Regions from separate parts of the Zea mays genome. Here region 1 is linked to region 2. The links are chromatin contacts, called in public Hi-C maps. All regions are on one chromosome and are shown on one strand. The core of a region is the stretch at or near the end of the contact, and the rest is flanking DNA. Distances in the headings are between cores, read along the strand shown.

Region 1 (3,973 bases), core at 932-3,431, 85 kb after region 2:
CACAAAGCACTTACGCTAATCACCGAGTGATTCTATTAAGCACTTGAGTGTATGAGCACTTGGAAATGTCTACACTATGCCTTTGTTATGTTACTTGGGCTCCCACACATTAAAATGTCCGGTTGGGGGTATTTATAGTCTCCCCCACAATTATAGTCGTTGGACAGAAGCAACAACTTTCTGTCGACAGGCGCATCGGACAGTCCGGTGCCCACCGGACAAGCACTGTTCACTGTCCGGTGCCCTGCCACGTCAGCTGACCGTTGGGGTCTGTAGCAGTCGACCGTTACCCAGACTGTCCGGTGCACACTGGACAGTTCGGTGTTACAGTCCGATGGTGCCTTGCTGCGTGTCCCTCTGTGCAACACCGGACTGTCCGGTGCACACCGGACAAGCACTGTACACTGTCTGGTGCGCCACCAGTGCGCTAGCTGACTGCCCACTTCATGGATTTCTTTGCTGTTTTCTTGGACTTCTTTTGTTCTTGAGTCTTGAACTTTTAAGCTCTTTTTGTGTCTTATTTTGAGGTGTTGCATCCTCAGTGCCTTAGTCCAATCCTCTTCGCATCCTGTGAACTATGAACATAAACACTAGCAAACACATTAGTCCACAGATTATGTTGATAATCAAACACCAAAACCTTGAGCCAAATGGCCCGGGTCCATTTTTCATACATTGATGATGATGCATCGTGTCGTTACCGTCCTGGCCCAATAGCGCTAGATTGGGACTTCCACCTTGTAGGGTTGACAGAGACTTGGTCGACCTCTCCGCTAGGGATGGCAATTTGACCCGTGGATTTGGATATCCACCGGATATCCGACCCGACGGAGCCTGATATGGATACATGTTTTGACCCGTGGGTCAGACCCGAATCCGACCCGAAGTCGGGTGGGCAGGGATTAGGATATTACATTCTATCCACGGGTTATCCGGTGGATATCCGAAATCAACCCATAGTGTATTTTTTGGCCTAGCCCATGTTACATAGTAAAGAACAAACTCTAACACAATGAACCCCACGCCTAACGCTCCCAATTTCCCACTGTTGGCCACCCCTTATAGCCTTGTTGGCTTCCTGCGTTGTGCCCCGTGGCCCTTTTCCAAGTCTCATAGACCGCCGCTGACGGTTGGCTGTTACAAGCTCTAGTGCCCCTAACCGAGGCCCGCAGGCCCATAATAATTCTTTTATTAAGTTCTAATTGTGTATGATGGTGAACTGGGAAGAAATTTGACTAATTATGCTATTGAATTGTTGAATAAATGATTGTGTCTATTATATCCGATGGATATCCGAAACCAGTCCAAAATCCAATGGACACGTGCATGGATATAAATTTCTACCCGCGGGTATGTCGCGGGCGAATATTGGTTGCAATCGCGGATGTGGTTGCGAATGGATATTTGCAATATCCGATCCGAATCCGATCCGTTGCCATCACTACTCTCCGCGAGTGGGAGTGGCTACAGCGATTCACCATCTAAGATTGTGTTCAGCGGTTCCCCCTAAATCCCACTCACGTGTCACGTCAGCGTTCTCTTCCCCCTATATCTCCACGCTCTACAGCGGTTCCCCCTATATCTTCCCTATACCTCACTATAATCATAAAATATTATTTTTCATGTCTATTCATTATCTATTCTTATTTTTTACCAACTAAGAAACACTCAAGTGCACACAAAACAACGACGAATAGTGCAAGAGGAAGCCGGCGGCTGCCCCAGATCTGTGGAGAAAGAAGGTTGCCCCCTTGCACTGTACCAGGTAGGGGGCCGTTTAGCGCCCAGATCTGTGGAGAAAGAAGGTTGCCCCCTTGCACTGTACCAGGTAGGGGGCCGTTTAGCGCGTGCCGTTATAGCTCACGCATCACCCTAAATTGCTACAGGGGTAGGAGAGGGGAGGTCGGCGGGCGTTGAAAGCAGTTTAAGCAGCCACCTGGCCACATAACCCAAGCATCCGCCACGAAACACGCCAGCTCAGCTGTGTCACGCTCATGTTTCGCCAACGTCGCCGAAGCAAAGCGCCTCCTCGTCCTCCAGACCTCCACGACTGCATGCAGGTGGGGCCACTGGGTCCAGCATGTCAGTAACTCAACCCACGAAAAAAATCTGTACGAAACGCGGTAGCTAGAGGAGGAAATGCTTCGAGGTGAATGAGGGGCCCACGCATAAAAGTCCAATTCTTTGTTCACTTTTTTTCTTGGCGTCTTATCTCTTCCCTTCTCTGCCTCGCTTCGCTTCCTACCCACGCCACGCGTGTGTTCTTGGCAGCCACCCAATCCCCGCCTCGCGAAATCAGACGCCAAATCCCCTTATCTTATCATCAAATCGATCGCCAACGGGCATGATCTGATGGCTCCCTCATCATAGCCTCTGCTGCTGCACCGCAGCAAAATGGCCCTGGTTTAGTTTAGTCCTCAAGATCCCGCCTTTCTGGTGCTCTGTTTGGCTAGTGTCGTGCCGCCGCGCGAGGACCCGGAGATTCGATTCCGGTCCGGTGTATCTCTAGGCTGCTTGGTTTGGGTTAGGATTTAGTGGGCAGGGTTGTGCAGCTGGTGTCTCGTGGAGGAAGAATTTCGTGGGAGGATTTTGACCGGGTTTGGGCAAAGAGCGCGCCGTTCGGGAGGAGGTGATTCTCGCGTGGTTGCGTGCTTTGCTGGGAGTCTGCTGCGGCCACCGCCGGTATGGCGACGCACTTCACGCCGTCGCAGGCGCACGCGGCGTCGCACCACGCGGCGCACCACCACTCGGCGGCCGCCGCGGCGGCGGTCACGGCCACGGCCACCGCGCGACTGCACCCGTCCGCGCCGCCGGCCTCGGCGTCGGCCGCGGCCGCGGCGCTGTGCCCGCCACACCTCCTCGCGGCGGCTTCCCCGGCCGCCTCCTCCTCCGCGGCGTGCCAGCCCGCCCACAGGCCTATCTTCGTTGGCCACGGCGCGCCGTGGGCGCAGCAGCCCCAGCGCACCGCGGCGGCGGCCGCCGCGCTCGGTCCGGAGTTTCGGCGCGCGCGCACCACCAAGACCATCTCCAAGCGCACCCGTGGCGGCGGCGGCGGAGGGGGCGCACAGGACCGCGGGCGCGTGTCCTCAGCCGCCGCGGGTCGCTGTGTCGAGAAGCTGCTCCGCGTCGCGCCTGAAGATAGGCGAGGGCTTGGTTCGGCCCTCTCGTCGTTTCGGGGCGAGCTACTTGGTCCTGAGGACTACTGCCAGATCCTCCGGGGGCTCGGCGACAGGGATAAATCTGCACTTCGTGCATTCGAGGTGTTCTATGCCGCACTACCCTTAGTTGGGGGTGGTGCTGTTGACAAGGGAAAACTTCTGACTGCCGCCATTGGTGCACTTGGCAAGATGGGCCGGCCAGACCTCGCGAGGAGGGCTTTTGATACTGGCATTGCAGGGAGCTATGGCAATACGGTGTTTGCGCACTCTGCGCTTATCTCAGCTTATGCCAGGAGTGGGCTTGCAACTGAGGCCATGGGGGTGCTTGAGTCGATGAAAGGTGCAGGATTGCGGCCTACCACGGTATCATACAATGCAGTGATTGATGCATGTGGAAAAGGGGGTGTTGACCTTAGGTTCACACTTGGATATTTCCGTCAGATGCTGCAGGATGGGCTCTGTCCGGACCGTAAAACATTTAACTCACTTCTTGCTGCATGTAGCCGGGCTGGGCATTTGGAAGATGCTCGCACTGTCTTTGATGAAATGATCCATCTTGGTAGTGGGCGTGACATTTACACTTACAACACATTCGTCGATGCTATTTGCAAGTGTGGCAACATGGGGCTGGCTCTGCAAGTTGTATTGGATATGGAAGCAAACAATGCCAAGCCAAATGTCGTTACATATAGTACGCTTATGGATGGATTCTCCAAACTGGAGAAATATGATGAGGCACTCAAGTTGCGTGAAAAGATGAAGTCTTTGAGAATACAACTGGACCGAGTTTGCTACAACACCTTACTGGCCATATA
Region 2 (4,010 bases), core at 301-2,800:
GGTGGTAGTGGTACACTGTACTTGTTAGTGAACTCTAGCCTTTGTATTGTGGGAAGAAAGAGAAACATTGTTTTTTTGGAACGGAGTGAAGGATTGGTTTTGCATGCTGCACTATGCACCGGACCGTTTTATTCCAAACATCATCTAGATGAGGTCTTGGTTACAATTTTTTTGGATGACTATACGCTGCAGCTGCTCTTAAGAACTTGTGAGACTATAGGCGTATCCGGACGCCAATCCGTGCGTTGAGAACCGACGGCGGTGCTCTCTACGGAGGCGCAGACGGTCCACGGCCAAGGGCTGGATGGTCCGCGACCTGGCGCAGGGACTGGCCTTCCTGCCTAACGAGCCGGACGGTACGCGCCTGATGGTCAGACGGTCTGCGCGTGCGCAGGGGCGGCAGAGTTCACTGGCAGCGCCTGGATCTCGCTCCCGCGAGGGACCCCGTCGGGGAGGAGAGGTCCTAGGCTTTGTTTTAGGATCGACAGGCCACCCAAGACGCCTCTAGTCGACGTAGAGCCGAAGAGAGGTGAAGATTTGAGGTAGAGAATGGCTGAACTAGAGCTAAACTAATGGCTAAGGTAAAACAAGATATAAATTGGCTATTGATTCGATTGTTGATGTTCGATCTGTCGTAGTCTTCCATATATATATAAAGGGGAGGTCTGGACCCGTTACAATCCGCATCCTGAGCTAAATCCGTGGTTTTAGCTAACAAATCTCGCAAGAAACTTGGAACCCTAGCTGATTCTGCGCGCACGCGGACCGTCCGCGCCCCTAGTGTGGACTCTCCGGACCGCAGACCGTCCGCGCGGCCATTTTGCTGCCCAACATATGTCCCCTGCCTTTTGGCGGAGCTGAGCGAACCAAAAGCAACTAACTCGATGTGACCACATCGGCTTTCTTAGGCATCTTGCCACATACTATGATGATATTGCTTGAGGAAATGTAACACTCAAAAATCTTAACTTGAGATTTAAGGGAATCTTCTAGAGAGAAATAATAATAATAAATATAATCATCAAAATAGGTGCTCTTGAAAAAGACTGAACTTTAGAATTCACCCTCTATGAAGTAAACGCTCGTAATAAAATAAGATTAGCTAATCATATCCTAATAAAGATTAGACAATAGAAAAGTGTTTTCTATCAGAAAAAAGGAATATGAACTTTAGAATATACCTTTGACTTGACTAGACACCCGAAATAATATACTATTGAAATAAATGTGATGTGTATTTCATGTTAAAAGCATTATCTAAAATAAAATAATAATAATAAATAAAGTAACTAAATATATTAATATAATTGTTGCACATTATATTGGAGTTCTATTGGTGCACTAAACTTAAACTTAAATTTAGAACAGATTTGAATTCAAAATTGAATTGAAAAGAGAATAGAAAGAAAACAAAAAAATGAGAAAGAAGGCTACCTATGGGTCGATTCTGCTCAGCCGGCCCACCTCACCTTGCTAGCACAGTATCCGCGCCGCACGCATATGTGCCACTACCGGCTGGGGCCCGCTCGCCAGCGACCTTCCCTTCTGTGGCGCTCCTGAGCCTGCGGTGCCTCTCTCAATGACTAGCGGGGCCCACGTTGTCATCCCGCTGCGCGCTCACCTAACACCCGAGGTCCGATCGTGGATCTCCGTGGATCTCTAGCGGTTAGTTGGCGTGGTCCTGGCTATAAGACTATGCCTGGGCACGCATCTGAAGCCAGCTGAACTCCACGCTTGGGTCGTGCGGCCTAATCCCTTGAACCTCGCTGCCGCCTGCTAGGGGAAAGGCCTGCCATTGGCTCTGCTCTCGCCATGACGGTTGTGGAGCCGAATTGAAGCCCTTGGACAATCGGTGGCGATTACCAAAACCGGCCACAACCTTCCGCTACGGGGAAATCCACCGTGAGGCCACTAATTTCTCACCGTCGTTTCCCCTACGCCGTGATTTTGCCTGGTACTTGGCTGGCCGCAACCAAGCATTGACTCACGGTAAGACGCCTTCCTCTCGAATCACCTCGTCTTCCTCTGCGTGTAGCACGGGTTTGTGTAGGATTTGGGGCCCTGTCTCCGTCGGGCGGGGTGCGCCGGCGAGTTGCTCCGCTGCGGCGTGCTGTTCGCCCCCGCTCAGCCGCGTCGAGGTGGGGAAGATGTGCTAGGACCGCTGATTTGGTCGCCAACGGCCACGATCAGAGCCAGTGTGCGGTTCGGCCAGATCTTATGTGGGTCGTCCGTTTGCTGATATATTTGTAATAAAGTTTACTACACTATGACAAACATCCCGTTGTCATATCACATACTCTTTTAGTTAGTTATTTAATTACCCTATCCATATAGTAGATTAATATTTTATCAAAGTAGTCCGACTATGACTATTAATTGACTATCAAATGAACTCTAATTAGGTTATAACCTATATTAAAATTAGAGTTTGTTATATCTTTTCTCACATGATTTATTTTAATCAACATAAATATAGTTTCATTGATTAAATCACCTAAATTTTAAGTCATATCATTGTAACCGTAGCTCCAAATTTAGTGATTCTCGAACCCACGATCTCGTAGCATCGCGTAGATCATTATTACTTAGTTTGTACTTATGTTTGATGTGATATTAATTTTTCCTATACCATTGTCGGGGACCATAATTAGGGGTACCCTCAAGACTCCTAATTCTCAGCTGTTAACCCCATCAGCATAAAGCTGCTAAGGCCTGATGGGTGCGATTAAGTCAGGGATCGGTCCATTCGAGCGACTCGATCACGCCTCGCCCGAGCCTAGCCTCGGACAAGGGCAGCCGACCCCGGAGGATTTTCGTCTCGCCCGAGGCCCTGCCTTCGCTAAGAAGCAACCCTGACTAAATCGCCGCACCGACCGACCAAATCGCAGGAGCATTTAACGCAAAGGTGGCCTGACACCTTTATCCTGACGCGCGCCCCCCGGCAGAGCCGAAGTGACCGCCGTCACTTCGCCGCTCCACTGACCGGCCTGACAGAAGGACAGCGCCGCCTGCTCCACTCCGACTGCAGTGCCACTTGACAGAGTGAGACTGACAAGCAGTCAGGCCCCGCCAAAGGCACCATAGGAAACTCCGCTCCGCCCGACCCAGGGCTCGGACTCGGGCTAAGTCCCGGAAGACGGCGAACTCCGCTCCGCCCGACCCAGGGCTCGGACTCGGGCTAAGTCCCGGAAGACGGCGAACTCCGCTCCGCCCGACCCCAGGGCTCGGACTCGGGCTAAGACCCGGAAGACGGCGAACTTCGCTCCGCCCGACCCAGGGCTCGGACTCGGGCTAAGTCCCGGAAGACGGCGAACTCCGCTCCGCCCGACCCCAGGGCTCGGACTCGGGCTAAGACCCGGAAGACGGCGAACTCCGCTCCGCCCGACCCAGGGCTCGGACTCGGGCTCAGCCCTAGAAGACGACGAACTCCGCTTCGACCGACCCTAGGGCTCGGACTCCGCCCTGGCCTCAGCCGACGACCTTCGCCTCGCCGGACCCAGGGGCTCGGACTCGGCCTCGGCCACGGAAAATAGACTCGACCTCGGCTTCGGAGGAGCCTCCACATCGCCCAACCTAGGGCGCAGGCCAGCCACGTCAACAGGAGGCGCCATCATCACCCTACCCCGAGCTGACTCGGGCCGCAGGGAACCAGACCGGCGTCCCATCTGGCTAGCTCCGCCAGATAGGCAATGATGGCGCCCCGCATGCTCTGTGACGACAGCGGCTCTCAGCCCCCTTACGGAAGCAAGAGGACGTCAGCAAGGACCCAACCGCTCCGACAGCTGTCCCTCCGCCAGGCTCCATCGCTCCTCCGACGGCCACGACATCACACCAGCTCGGTGCCAAAATCTCTCCGGCTGCCACGACGGCATGTACTTAGGGCGCTAGCTCTCCCCCGCTAGACACGTAGCACTCTGCTACACCCCATTGTACACCTGGATCCTCTCCTTACGCCTATAAAAGGAAGGACCAGGGCCCTCTTAGAGAAGGTTGGCCGCGAGGGGACGAGG

The links. Hi-C and Micro-C count contacts between places; a contact is called where the count stands out from the background.
Region 1: a Hi-C map of endosperm shows a contact between it and region 2, with 3 times the contacts expected there. The contact joins the promoter of LOC103639469 here to the enhancer-like site in region 2. A contact is called at or near these places in 2 of 25 Hi-C or Micro-C datasets (endosperm and leaf).

Annotation. Positions count from the first base shown.
Region 1 is chr1:151,399,932-151,403,904 of Zm-B73-REFERENCE-NAM-5.0, forward strand. LOC103639469 (pentatricopeptide repeat-containing protein, chloroplastic-like) reads left to right here and starts at 2,182. Exons shown (of 4, transcript XM_008662223.4): 1 at 2,182-3,973. The coding sequence starts at 2,685.
Region 2 is chr1:151,315,386-151,319,395 of Zm-B73-REFERENCE-NAM-5.0, forward strand. No RefSeq gene overlaps it. Among protein-coding and RNA genes, the nearest start is that of LOC118476060, 12 kb to the left of the region's middle. Within about 2 kb of position 1,551, at least 20 of the 20 cell types and tissues checked have an H3K27ac peak or open chromatin away from gene starts, as enhancers often do. A contact at or near this core is called in endosperm and leaf, where this site is marked.